2 separate regions of the Rattus norvegicus genome follow, and region 2 is linked to region 1. Evidence: chromatin contacts called from public Hi-C data. All regions are on one chromosome and are shown on one strand. The core of a region is the stretch at or near the end of the contact, and the rest is flanking DNA. Distances in the headings are between cores, read along the strand shown. Region 1 overlaps Ugcg (UDP-glucose ceramide glucosyltransferase). Region 2 overlaps Susd1 (sushi domain containing 1).

Region 1 (5,500 bases), core at 1,139-3,638:
CGTGAAGTATTTCCTTAAAGCGAAGCCTCGAGGGTGCGGAGAGGAACTCTTTGTTTAGCAAGTTTGGAGTGAAGATAAAATGGTAAGAAATACTGTAAATGTCGAGGCGCCACACCAGAACTGTAGGAGTCCAAATTTATAATAAACTGTCTTTTTAAAAAGAAAACAATTAAGTGTCTAGAATATATCATGTTTTATTATTTAAAATCATTGTCTTAAGTTTTTTTGTTGAGAGAATAAAAATTTGAATACAATCAATGTGCATATCTGTGCGGTTGTGTTTACTTCCTGTCTCAGACGTGTTAACACTCATTTTCTCTCTTTTCCTTTTTCTTCTTTCGGTTTTTTGAGACAGGGTTTCTCTGTGCAGCCCTGGCTGTCTTGGAACTCACTCTGTAAACCAGGCCAGCCTCAAACACAGAGATCCACCTGCCTCTGCCTCCTGAGTACTGGGATTAAAAAACGTTTTTCTTTTTGTTTTTTCCTTTCATCTGGGCTGCACTGGACTTAAAGTGGGGCTCACCTGCTTTGGTTGCAGGTTATAATACAAGGCTGGAAAACATGAAGGATGGGCACGGCACCCACACATCTGCATTAATCATTCTGGGTGGGGCTGAATTCTGCTGTGGCTGCACTTGGAGAATTATGGCCTTTGATGACTGACCTATAGTACAGACCCAGAGTTCCCTTTGGAGCTCATTCCTGGTTGGGCTGCAGCCTGAACTCTGCCTTCTAGATTGTATCACTTCCACAGATAAGGAAGGTCAGTCAATCCTGAGGAAGACTGGAATGGTCTTGCTGCCTGAGGTGCTAAGCTGCATCCCACACACTGTCCCAGCAGGCTTCACCCAAGCTGGAGGAGGCATTGCCAGACGTCATGTGTCCATGTTCCCCAGAGCAAGCCAGCCAGCTAGGCAAGCCTAATCAACATCCAGGTTCAGGGATAGACCTTGTCTCTCAGTACATAAACCCGTATGTTCTTGTTCTCTGGCTTGAACTGGGTTCTCTGGAAGATTCTTAGTAGTTAGAAGACAGTGCAGCAGCCTAAGATCCGGTATGTACTAAGCCTTCACACAGCCTTTCCCAGCTCTGGGAGAGGCTGGCAGAGTCTAGGTATCTGGGGGATGTTTTCATGTGGTTATGCCGTTTAGACTGTGAGTCACCAAGACATCCGTGTTAATAGCATGAAGATATAATTATGTGACTTAACCAATTTAGGGGTGTCCTTCCTCGGAAGGGTTGAGGATCTGTGTACCAGCCTTCCCTGAAGAACACACCTCCCATTAATTATGTGAGCTGTGTGTCTAATCACAAATCCTGGGACTTGGTACCTCTTCTCAGGATTACATCCGACAGCCAGAGCAACAGACAACACCGTGGAGAGTCCAGTTGATCCTGCCGCAAACACCAGAGCATGGGAAGGGAGTAGGGTTAGCCAAGATGATGGACTGGGCTATGTAGCAAGATTCTACTTTTGCACACTTGAAGTGGAAGAGATTTGAGGGCCATTTCGGTAGAGCTCATGTCATAATAGAGGGCCAACAGAAAGCTAAGGACAGAAGCTTTGGGAGCTATTTATACCTAAAGAATGAATTAAAGGATTAGCGAGATGGCTCAGCCATTGAACTCACTGACTTCTCTTCCAGAGGACCTTCCTAGCACCCATGTAGTTTGCTCACAACCATCTTTAACTCCAATTCCTGGGAATCTGACATCCTCTCCTGGCCTCTGAAATCAGATATGCATGCAGGCAAAACAGCTTTACGTGTAAAATAATTTACAAAATTCAAGATAAGCTTCCAACCCTGAGGCTATGTGGACTCCTTGGTGAGCCTGGGACTGTGGTCAGCTTCCTTAAGCGATCTGAAACGCAATTTATCAATACAATGATGGACACTGAGGTCCTCCCCGGGCTGAGATCATTAGATACTATATACAAAGTGCAGTGATGGTTCATTTCTTTCTCTTTCCGAATAAGAATGAAATTCTCACAGGAGTATCTCAGAAGGAGATTTTAGAAGGACAGGCTTGGGGTAGGGGGTGTCATGGACAATCAAATGGGACAAGGTCAGTGAGGTCGGGGGCAGGTACTATCCCCAGTGTGGCTGGATCCCCATGCATGGTGAGTTGCCTCACATAATGAGGGTGGGATTTCCATGTGTAACATCCTTGTGTTAGGCTTTTTCCTAATACATATTTCATAAGAGAAGGAAGGGGAGTTTTCAGAGCTAAAAGCTGACTCTGCCTCCTGACGATGGATACCTCTTTGCCTCTTTTGCTAGAGAAACTTGCAAAGAAAGGCATCTCCAGGGAGCAAATCCGGCAGGGCAGAGCCACAGAAGTGAAACATCTGGGCTTAGGAGGGCATGAAAAAGACGAAAGTCATGACACATGCATTCAGAATTTGCTGTGACACATTTTCCACCCAGAGTTCCAGCAACACTGGGTGATACCAAAGATTCTGACTTGAATTCTCAAGGAGAATTCCCTACACGCACACATACACACACACACACACACACACACACACACACACACACACACACACACACCAGCCCTGGCCACAACAGTGCTTCTCCCTTGTGTCACCTGCTTCTCTGAGCTTTTGTGGCTTATTGCCTACTTGGATTGCATTGGCCTAATGTCAGGTTAATGTCAGGTTTTGGCTTCTTTCTGACCTCATTGTTTAAACATTGAGGTTTTTAAACGATCAGGTTTCACTTTTGCATACCCAATTGTGAGTCACTGAAATGTCACCCATTTCTTGAGAATATAGTAGCAGTATATGGCAATAATACCACAGCAGTATGGAAAACTGGAGCAGGAGGATTTCTGGCAATAGAGTAAGTTCAAGGCCAGCCTGGGCTCTACAACAAGACCGTGCCTTAATAAAATCATACAGAAATTTCTTTTTTTTTTTTTTTTTTTTTTTGGAACTGGGGACCGAACCCAGGGCCTTGTGCTTGCTAGGCAAGCGCTCTACCACTGAGCTAAATCCCCAACCCCCATACAGAAATTTCTTAACCTTATCTAAATGATTTCTTTGCAAGGGCAGGGAGCTGAGACAGGGTTTCTCTACATAGCCCTGGCTGTCTTGAAAGTCACTGTGTAGACCAAGCTGGCCTCGAACTCTCAGAGATTAGCTTGCCCCTGCCTCCTGAGTTACTTTACATGACTTTTCATTTTAACCATAAAAACAGGTTTTGCAACCAAACTCTTCCAAACTCTCTATTTAGGGTAATGCTTCTCCAAGGCAACATAGGATAGGAATGGAAAGGATTAATATTTATAAGAGTGGCCCCTGAAGGTCATCTGGATCAAAAATCTTTTTCCCCCAAATGTGATTTCTTCCCCCCTCCTTTTTTCTCCCACTTTTGACTTTCAAGTAAGAGCCTTTTCATGTTCTATTTTCCGTTCTGAGATAAATGCCATTGGTGCTGTTCTCTCTGTCGCCACCGAACTTTGTTTACTAGTGTTACCTGATGGGCTCCTGAGGTGTGCTGTGCTGACTGTGCAGTCTTTGCTAGAGATAAAAAAACAAAACAACAACAACAACAAACACAGCAGCTGGGCTTGGTAGCACACACCTTTAATCCCAGTGCTTGAGAGGCAGAGGCAGTCAGACTTCCACGTTTGAGGCCAGCTTGGTCTACATAGTGAGGTCTAGGATAGCCTGGGCTATGTAGCGCAGTAGTTCTACTGCTGTAAGCCATGAACCCCTTTGAGGGTTGAACGACACTCGCACAGGGGTTGCCTAAGACACCAGAAAACAGAAATTTACATTGCTATTTATAACAGTAGAAAGTTTACAGTTATCAACTAGCAAAGAGAATAATGTTATGGTTGGGAGTCACAACGTGAGGAGCTGTGTTAGAGTCTCGGCATTGGGAAGGTTGGGAACCACTGATGTAGAGAGACCCAACCATGTCTCAAAACCGGAAAATAAAGACAGCAACAACAAGTAAGAGTTGGGCGTGGTGCACACGTCTTTAGTCTCCGCACTTGGGAGGCAGAGGCAGGTGGATCTCTGAGAGTTCGAAGCCAGCCTGGTCTACAAAGCAAGTCCAGGACAGCCAGGGCTCAGAAAGAGAAGACATGCCTCAAAAAATAACAACAAAAGAAAGAAAAAAATAAAAAAAAAAAGAAAGGAAAGAAACCAGCTCTCCTCTGCTCCTTAAAAGTTTGCAGATATTTATCTGTGAATATGCCTGGGCCTTACACCTCCATACTTTCCTGCTTCCTTGATCGCTAGTAACTAGTTAATATTTTATCCATTTCAAAAGTCAGCCTTAGCTGTCTCTTCATGAGAGGCACATGCAGCATCTCTACGTCCTCTTTGAATATTGTCTTTTCTGGTCACAGATGCGTCTGTCCTACAGGTTGGCAATCATGTGCTCTTCGATTCTTTGGTCTGAGAGGAAAATCACAGGCACAAGCCATAGTGTTTTTCAGTGATCGAGAACCTTGGCCCCATAGCCCTCCCTCTTTATCTGTTTGGCTACAACTGGCTGAGTCATTCTTCAGCAATTCCATACATGATACCTCTTGCTCCCCTTCATTCTCTGTCCTTTCCATCCCCACTCCTCCCTCTCCCTCCCAAGTCCCCACCAGTCTTTCCTGTCTTTGGTGTTGACTTTGCTTTTGCTTTGTGAGCCACTGGATTTCACCAAGGCTACTTGTGCAGGCATGGATAGGGCGCTATTCCGTGAAACATGACTACCACACCAAAGAGAATGACTTCCTTTCTTACAGCAGCTTTGATAGCCAGTAGCACCCCTGGGCAAGGTAGGGCCCACAAGCGCCTCCCTCCACCTATGACTTATGGTTTGTCTTATGCAAGCCACTGTATCTGATGTGAGTTCCTGAGTGTCATGGCCAGGTCATTCCCATGAGATAGCATTCTGGCCCTCTCTTCCCTATCATTCTGCTCTTACAGTCTTTCTGCCCCATCTCCTGGGATGTTTCTGAAGCTCAGAGGAAATGATATGGGTACTCATTTAATATTAGCACTCAACAGTAATTTGTCCTCAGTACCCTGACACACAGGCACGAGACTCAGCCTTAATCTCTGTTTCCTGTGAAAGAGAAGCTTCTTTGGTCAAGGTTGAAGACAGAGCTAGTCTATGGGTATAAACAAATATTTAAGAGGCAAGTTGACAATATGTCCAATTAGCATGACGAAAGTACTTGGTTTATCCCTAGTGGGCTATGACTTCCTCAAGCATGGGCCTTTATGACTATGTCCACAGTTGACACAAATAAACTCTTCCATGGAGCTGATCAGAAATCTGTTGGCTATAACCCAACAGTTGTGCCAATGCTGCACTAATAGGCACCTCCTTGCCTGGCAAGTTGCTATAGTAACATGCAAAGTCTAAAGCTGAGGAAGATTTGCCGGTGGCTTTACTGCGCCAGCTGCTACATAGCAACTGTTAGCATTATGAGTGCTAGACAGTGGAGAAGTTCCTGGGTCAATCACAGCACGATTTCTCTGTATTCT
Region 2 (5,748 bases), core at 17-2,516, 110 kb after region 1:
CTTCTGGTATCTTAAATGTGTGAACATGTCCGTCCTCTCTCTGTTGAACTTGATAACAGGGCCGGGGGTGGGGTTACAGGACTGCCTCTTAGATCTGCAGGTCCTTTCACATCTCTTCCTTTATTAAAGTATTTATTTTTATTTTACGTGCCTTGGTGTATTGTCTGCATGTATGTCGGATCCCCTGGAGCTGGAGTCATAGACATTTTTAAGCTCCTACGTGGGTGCTGGGAATTGAACCCAGGTCCTCTGGAAGAGCAGCCAGTGTTCTTAATTATGAAGCCCCCTTTTCACATTTCTTTAGTTATGATCAACTCCCATAAATGCCGGTTGAGTTGAATTTTCAATAGAGAAAAAAAAAATGCCTGGACCAATTCCAAATGTGATTAGGGTGATTTCCAAACCTCATTAGGCCACATAATTCTATTTTACCACCAATTTTGGGCTTCCTGCTCCACATTGTTAATGCCCCATTTCCTGCTCCCTAAAAGCACATGAATCACTTGGTTAAGGAGAGGGGAGCCCTCCCCACAGTAGCTGTTGTATTTAGAAAGTCTCCAGCCACCTGTTATGTCCCCAACCATGTTAGGTGAGGGCCCTGATTTCCACAGAGCCTGGGCTCACTTTCAGAAAAGGACTCTAAACAAAAGGGATTAAGTAAAACCTGCAGGGTAACAAATAGCATCAAAAAAGCTGCCTTTGGGGAACCCCTGTGACAGCTTTTCTGGGGACTTGAAGGTACAATGGCCATGGGCAAGAAGTCCCACACCAACTCACCCTTCCAAGTAATCAAGTTCAAGGCTCGCCTGCACCCTTTTGATTCTGTACACTGACCTGTATCGGTACCGGTCACGGGACAGGAAGCATTTAGCCTGTTAAATATAGAAATTCCTAGGTCCCCACCCCAAACCTGTGGGATCAAAGTCTCCAGGACTTGAGTCAGAATGTTAGCTGCTGATAATGCCAGCTGATGCCTGTTAGCTGGTAAGGGTAAGAGACATTAGCCTTCGGGGAGCCCAGGGACAGGCCTGACCATCTGCCTAAGCCCTGTGTGCTCCAGGCCAGGGTTCACACACAGAGCAGACTCTGGCCTGGCAAAGCTGCTACTTCTAGCTCAAGCCACACAGCCAGGCTGGAGACGGGCACAGCTCACCTCCTGGTAAATAACCCTGGTGACATGAAGGAGGCAGTTGCAGTGGGTTGGAACCTGTCCACGGGGCCAGTCGGCAAGGACTTCTCCCCACTTCCACTGCCCTCCCCGCATGACTCACAGGTCGCCACTTCCTGTTTTGGAACCATCCACGATACACTGCCACCCGGCGTAGGCTATCACTTTGTTTCTCTTTTGTGCCGTAATTATGCAATGGTTTGGCTTAGGTTTCACATCTGCTCTTGTAAACTCATTCAGGCCATGATGCCAGGCTTCTGCCCCCTTACAGCAACAGGATTGCAGAACTTTCAAGAAACAGCTGCGGAGGCCCCTAAGTCTGTCCCGAAGACTTGAGCTTAGCCCAGTCTGAAAGCAGGGCAGCCTGTTCTACAGCAGATGGATATTCACACTATCTCCAGACTTGCCTTTCATTCTTTTAGAATATCTCGAATTTATTTTTATCTTGATTGCACTAAAGGGGCCATTACTCTGGAGGGACATGAAGGTCAGGCCGTGCACACCTCAATTCCTTGACTCCCTAGTGCCTCGGCTCCCACCTGCAGGCCAATGCTAACCTTCCTGTCTGAGAAGGGGGACTGTCTGAACTTCCCTAACTCTCCACGACCTTTTTAAACAGAATGCAAAACTGAGTGCAATGTAGTCCTCCAACAGAGGTAAATAAATCCCCTCTTAACGCCATTTGGAATCCCAGCTGGTCACTCACTACATAGTGTTGTGCCTATATAATTCAATATGTGAACAGATAAAAAGTTCTCCCAATGACCTTTTCTGAAGCCACTACTACAAACACACCCCAATTTCAGCCTGACATAAGAAGGAGACACTGTCTCTGGGAAAGGAGACAACCCTTGTGACCCTCCATCGTTAAAGGTTGTGCCGTGGGAAGTGGATGCAAGGGGCCGTGTGGCCCAAATGCTTGCCTCTGGTCCCTGATAGGTCTTGCTTTTCATTGGGAAGGGAGTTCCTGAGATGACAAGCCTACTATGTGCACAAGGAAACAAAGCAAGAGGCCCCATTGTATTGATCCAGCTACCCAAGTTCAGCCACCCACAGAGAAGCCATCCTGCTCACACAGTGGGACCACTGTGTGGAGAAAGACAGGTACTCACCTGATAGGTCCATTTATCTCCTTGGCTTTCCGAAGCCTGAAGCTTGGTAGAAGCCTTCCACGCACAGTGAAAAAGTCTACTTCTGGAAGGGGGGGCTCTGGAAACATTAAGAAGGAGAAAACATGGGGGATGGGGCGGGTGGTCAGATCAAGTAAAAAGCACAAAGGAAGTGGTCCTCCAGGATGCCATGAAAGTTTTTAACCTAGAAACTGGAATCTATGTCTATGTCTATGTCTGTGTCTGTCTATGTCTGTCTGTCTGTCTATCTATCTGTCTATCTATCTATCTAAATGTTGCAATGTATGAATTCACTTGAAACGTTTAAATTAGTCAAATTCACAGAGCCGAGGGGTGTGGCAAGGAACTGAGTTCATTGCTTAAAGCTCAAAGGTTGTGTGTGAAGTGATAAACCGTTTAGGAAACTGGTGGTACTTGTGAGACATGGTGACTGTCCCAACACTAACACAGCATCTATTTAAAAATGGTTACTGTTGTTACATTTTAGGCTATATGTTTTTTCATAATAGAAAGAAGCAATGACCACGGTTTAACACCCACAGGGTGTTGGTGTTTGCTACATCAACCACGGGTTTGGATGTTTGCTAGACAAAATCTTATTTGGTAGGTGCCGTGGTTTCGAGATGGCTTAAGGGTGTCTCCCCAAAACTTCAGGCATTGGAAGCTTTGCTCCCAAAGTGATGATATAAGAGGAGCCTTTTAGATGCAGAGTCTGGTGGAAGGCCTAATTGGTCACTGAGGGTGATGCTTCTGGGAAGGACTGATGCCGGTTTCAAGGAGTGAGTTGGCTCCCAAAAGAGTTGTCATAAAAGGAACAAAACTGGACCCACCTGCTTGTGCTTACTGCTAAGGCACATGGACACTTCCTTAAACAATCCATTATGAAGTCATCCTCCAAGGAGCCCTCACCTGGGGCCAAACTCACGGAGCAGCCCCACCTTGAACTTTTAGCATCCTAAAGTGTGAGCTAAAGAAATCCCTTTCTATTTCCAGCTTTGCACATTTTATTACAACAAAAAGAGGACTCTCACAGCACAGAAGACCAGCATGTCAGAAGTCTAGATCCCTCGTAGACACAGTGTTTTTTGTGTTGCCCCCCTCCCTGCTTCCCAGGCCTTGGTAACCAGATCCCCCAGTTGTTCACTGAGAGAAAAATACTCTGACAAGCTGACCCCAGCGCTATACAGCATTGGTGGTCACATCCTGATGTCTGTGCTCCAGCTGCCAGTCTGCCCGTGGGCAGCAAGGACAGACTGGGCACTGGTTTTCATGATAGATGTATCATTCTCTGTCTCACCTTAGCGGATCTCCCTAGCAAAGCTACTGGGTGGGCAACATGTATGGACACATTCATTTTCTCCCTCTCTCACGTTCCTACCTCTTCAAAAGACTGTGAGAAGAGTTCCCGCATGCCTGTCTGCCCACAGGATTCACGAGAAGGACTGTGTTTGGCCGTTGGCCTCCTGTGGTCCCATCTTTTTCCTCCCTATCTTTTCAAGGTGTCATTCTGTTGTGGTTTGCCCTGGAGTTATCTGTATTTTGTTGCTAATTCTGCTGCCCCAAGGACAGCTGCCTAGTCATGTACCCAGGAATCAGGTGACTTCACCAGAACCTTCTCCCCATTGAATTTGTAAAATACAGATGAGGGGCAGGTACAGGATAGAAGGAGGCCTGTCATTGGAGGAGAAGGAAGGATGGGCGGGAGAGAAGTTTGAAGGAAGAGGAGACTGGAAAGGAAGGAGGAGACAGAAGGGAGAGGGCAAGAAGCCATGGCAGGTGATGTTAAGATCCCACTCTGTGTATTTACAGGTTGTTACAAATGTTCTTAAGGGATGGATGGTACCAGGCTTTGTATGTTTAAGTGGGCAATTATATCTTATCAATTGAGTCAAAGATTATTGTGTTGTGTGTTCTTTTATGTGACGGTTTGAGTGTAGGAACGTGTGCGGCGGCAGGAGACACTGGGCCGCCTCAGAGTTGGGATGTGTTTCTGCCAAGATATCTAGCAGATATCTTGAGGCACTGTGGTGTGGACCTAGCGGGATAAAGGACACCAATTTTTTTTTTTACAACATCCTTCTGAACACAGGACAGATGCTTTCAGGCCACTTGCACCCTGCACTCACTAGGCAGCCGGAATCAAGGCAGGTCTAGAACCACGCCCACAACTGCCATCCATATTCAACATCAAAGCCTAAGGTGGGCGAGTCCACAAAGCTCTATTTCATCTCAGCTCAAGTTGGTTTCACCAGCAACAAAACCGGTAATGAGATCTCTAGCTTACTTTTTTCTTTGTCAAGACAGGGTTTCTCTGTGTGGCCCAGGCTGTCCTGGAACTCACTCTGTAGATCAGGCTGGCCTTGAACTCATAGAGAACCACCGGCCTCTGCCTCCTGAGTGCTGGGATTAAAGGCGTGTGCCATCACTGCCCAGCCTCTCTCTCTCTCACTCTTACGTGGTCCCCATTGACTAATACCCTTGACATCTACACTTTTGACAAGTTATAGGTGAGGAAGCCGAGGGTGTAAGTTCTTTGACCAGGAATGCACACCCTGTGGCAGATGCAATGCCTTCTCTGCTATTCACATTTCGAATTTACTCTGGGGTCTCCTAAATGCCAGCTCCACCAAATCTTCCACTGGGTTTTTATACCTCCTTTCAATAAATTAATAACATCCATTTTTACTACACCAAGTGAAGGTTTTACGACATGCCAACTCCAGGAAAGTAATCTCTTTCACCACTCTGTTGTAGTATTACAGGTTTCCCCAGGGTGGCTCACACTCAGGAAGACAAAGTTAAGGTGCAGAAGTAACCAACATAGTGGGGAAGGCCAAGGGCTCTGGCTTCTATGACTTTTGTCTCTAGCTGCACATCTATAAAATGGGAATAAGAACAAAAGCCTACCTTGATCCTTAATCAGCACACTGAAAAATGCAGTAGCTGAAATGTTTGGTGTGTCTTTGAGGCCCCACGACTGCTTACGCTCCTCCACATGGTCAGCTAATCAATAGCTTGAAGACCATCCCCCAGAGTGACGCCAATGCTCATTTAAGGATGACTGTCAGCTAAGGGGCACGGCTAACTCGATGGGATTTGGTGCAGAAAGAAAGATGTGTGTCACGGATGACACTGACTAATCCACAAGACACTTCAGTGATCCACTGTGGTCAAGTTGGGAGGATTCAGGTAAAAGGTTCTGAGAATCCCTCTCTCCAGCCCTCCCTCTCTCCAGCCCTCCCTCTCTCCAGCCCTCCCTCTCTCCAGCCCTCCCTCTCTCCAGCCCTCCCTCTCTCCAGCCCTCCCTCTCTCCAGCCCTCCCTCTCTCCAGCCCTCCCTCTCTCCAGCCCTCCCTCTCTCCAGCCCTCCCTCTCTCCAGCCCTCCCTCTCTCCAGCCCTCCCTCTCTCCAGCCCTCCCTCTCTCCAGCCCTCCCTCTCTCCAGCCCTCCA

The links. Hi-C and Micro-C count contacts between places; a contact is called where the count stands out from the background.
Region 2: a contact with region 1 is called in a Hi-C map of the Rat2 cell line, with 5 times the contacts expected there. The contact joins two enhancer-like sites.

The regions. Positions count from the first base shown.
Region 1 is chr5:78,860,468-78,865,967 of GRCr8, forward strand. Ugcg (UDP-glucose ceramide glucosyltransferase) reads left to right here. Exons shown (of 9, transcript NM_031795.2): 9 at 1-258. Among named protein-coding and RNA genes, the nearest start is that of Ugcg, 35 kb to the left of the region's middle. Within about 2 kb of position 2,389, at least 15 of the 93 cell types and tissues checked have an H3K27ac peak or open chromatin away from gene starts, as enhancers often do.
Region 2 is chr5:78,968,730-78,974,477 of GRCr8, forward strand. Susd1 (sushi domain containing 1) reads right to left here. Exons shown (of 15, transcript NM_001427255.1): 11 at 2,281-2,377. Among named protein-coding and RNA genes, the nearest start is that of Susd1, 99 kb to the right of the region's middle. Within about 2 kb of position 1,267, at least 31 of the 93 cell types and tissues checked have an H3K27ac peak or open chromatin away from gene starts, as enhancers often do.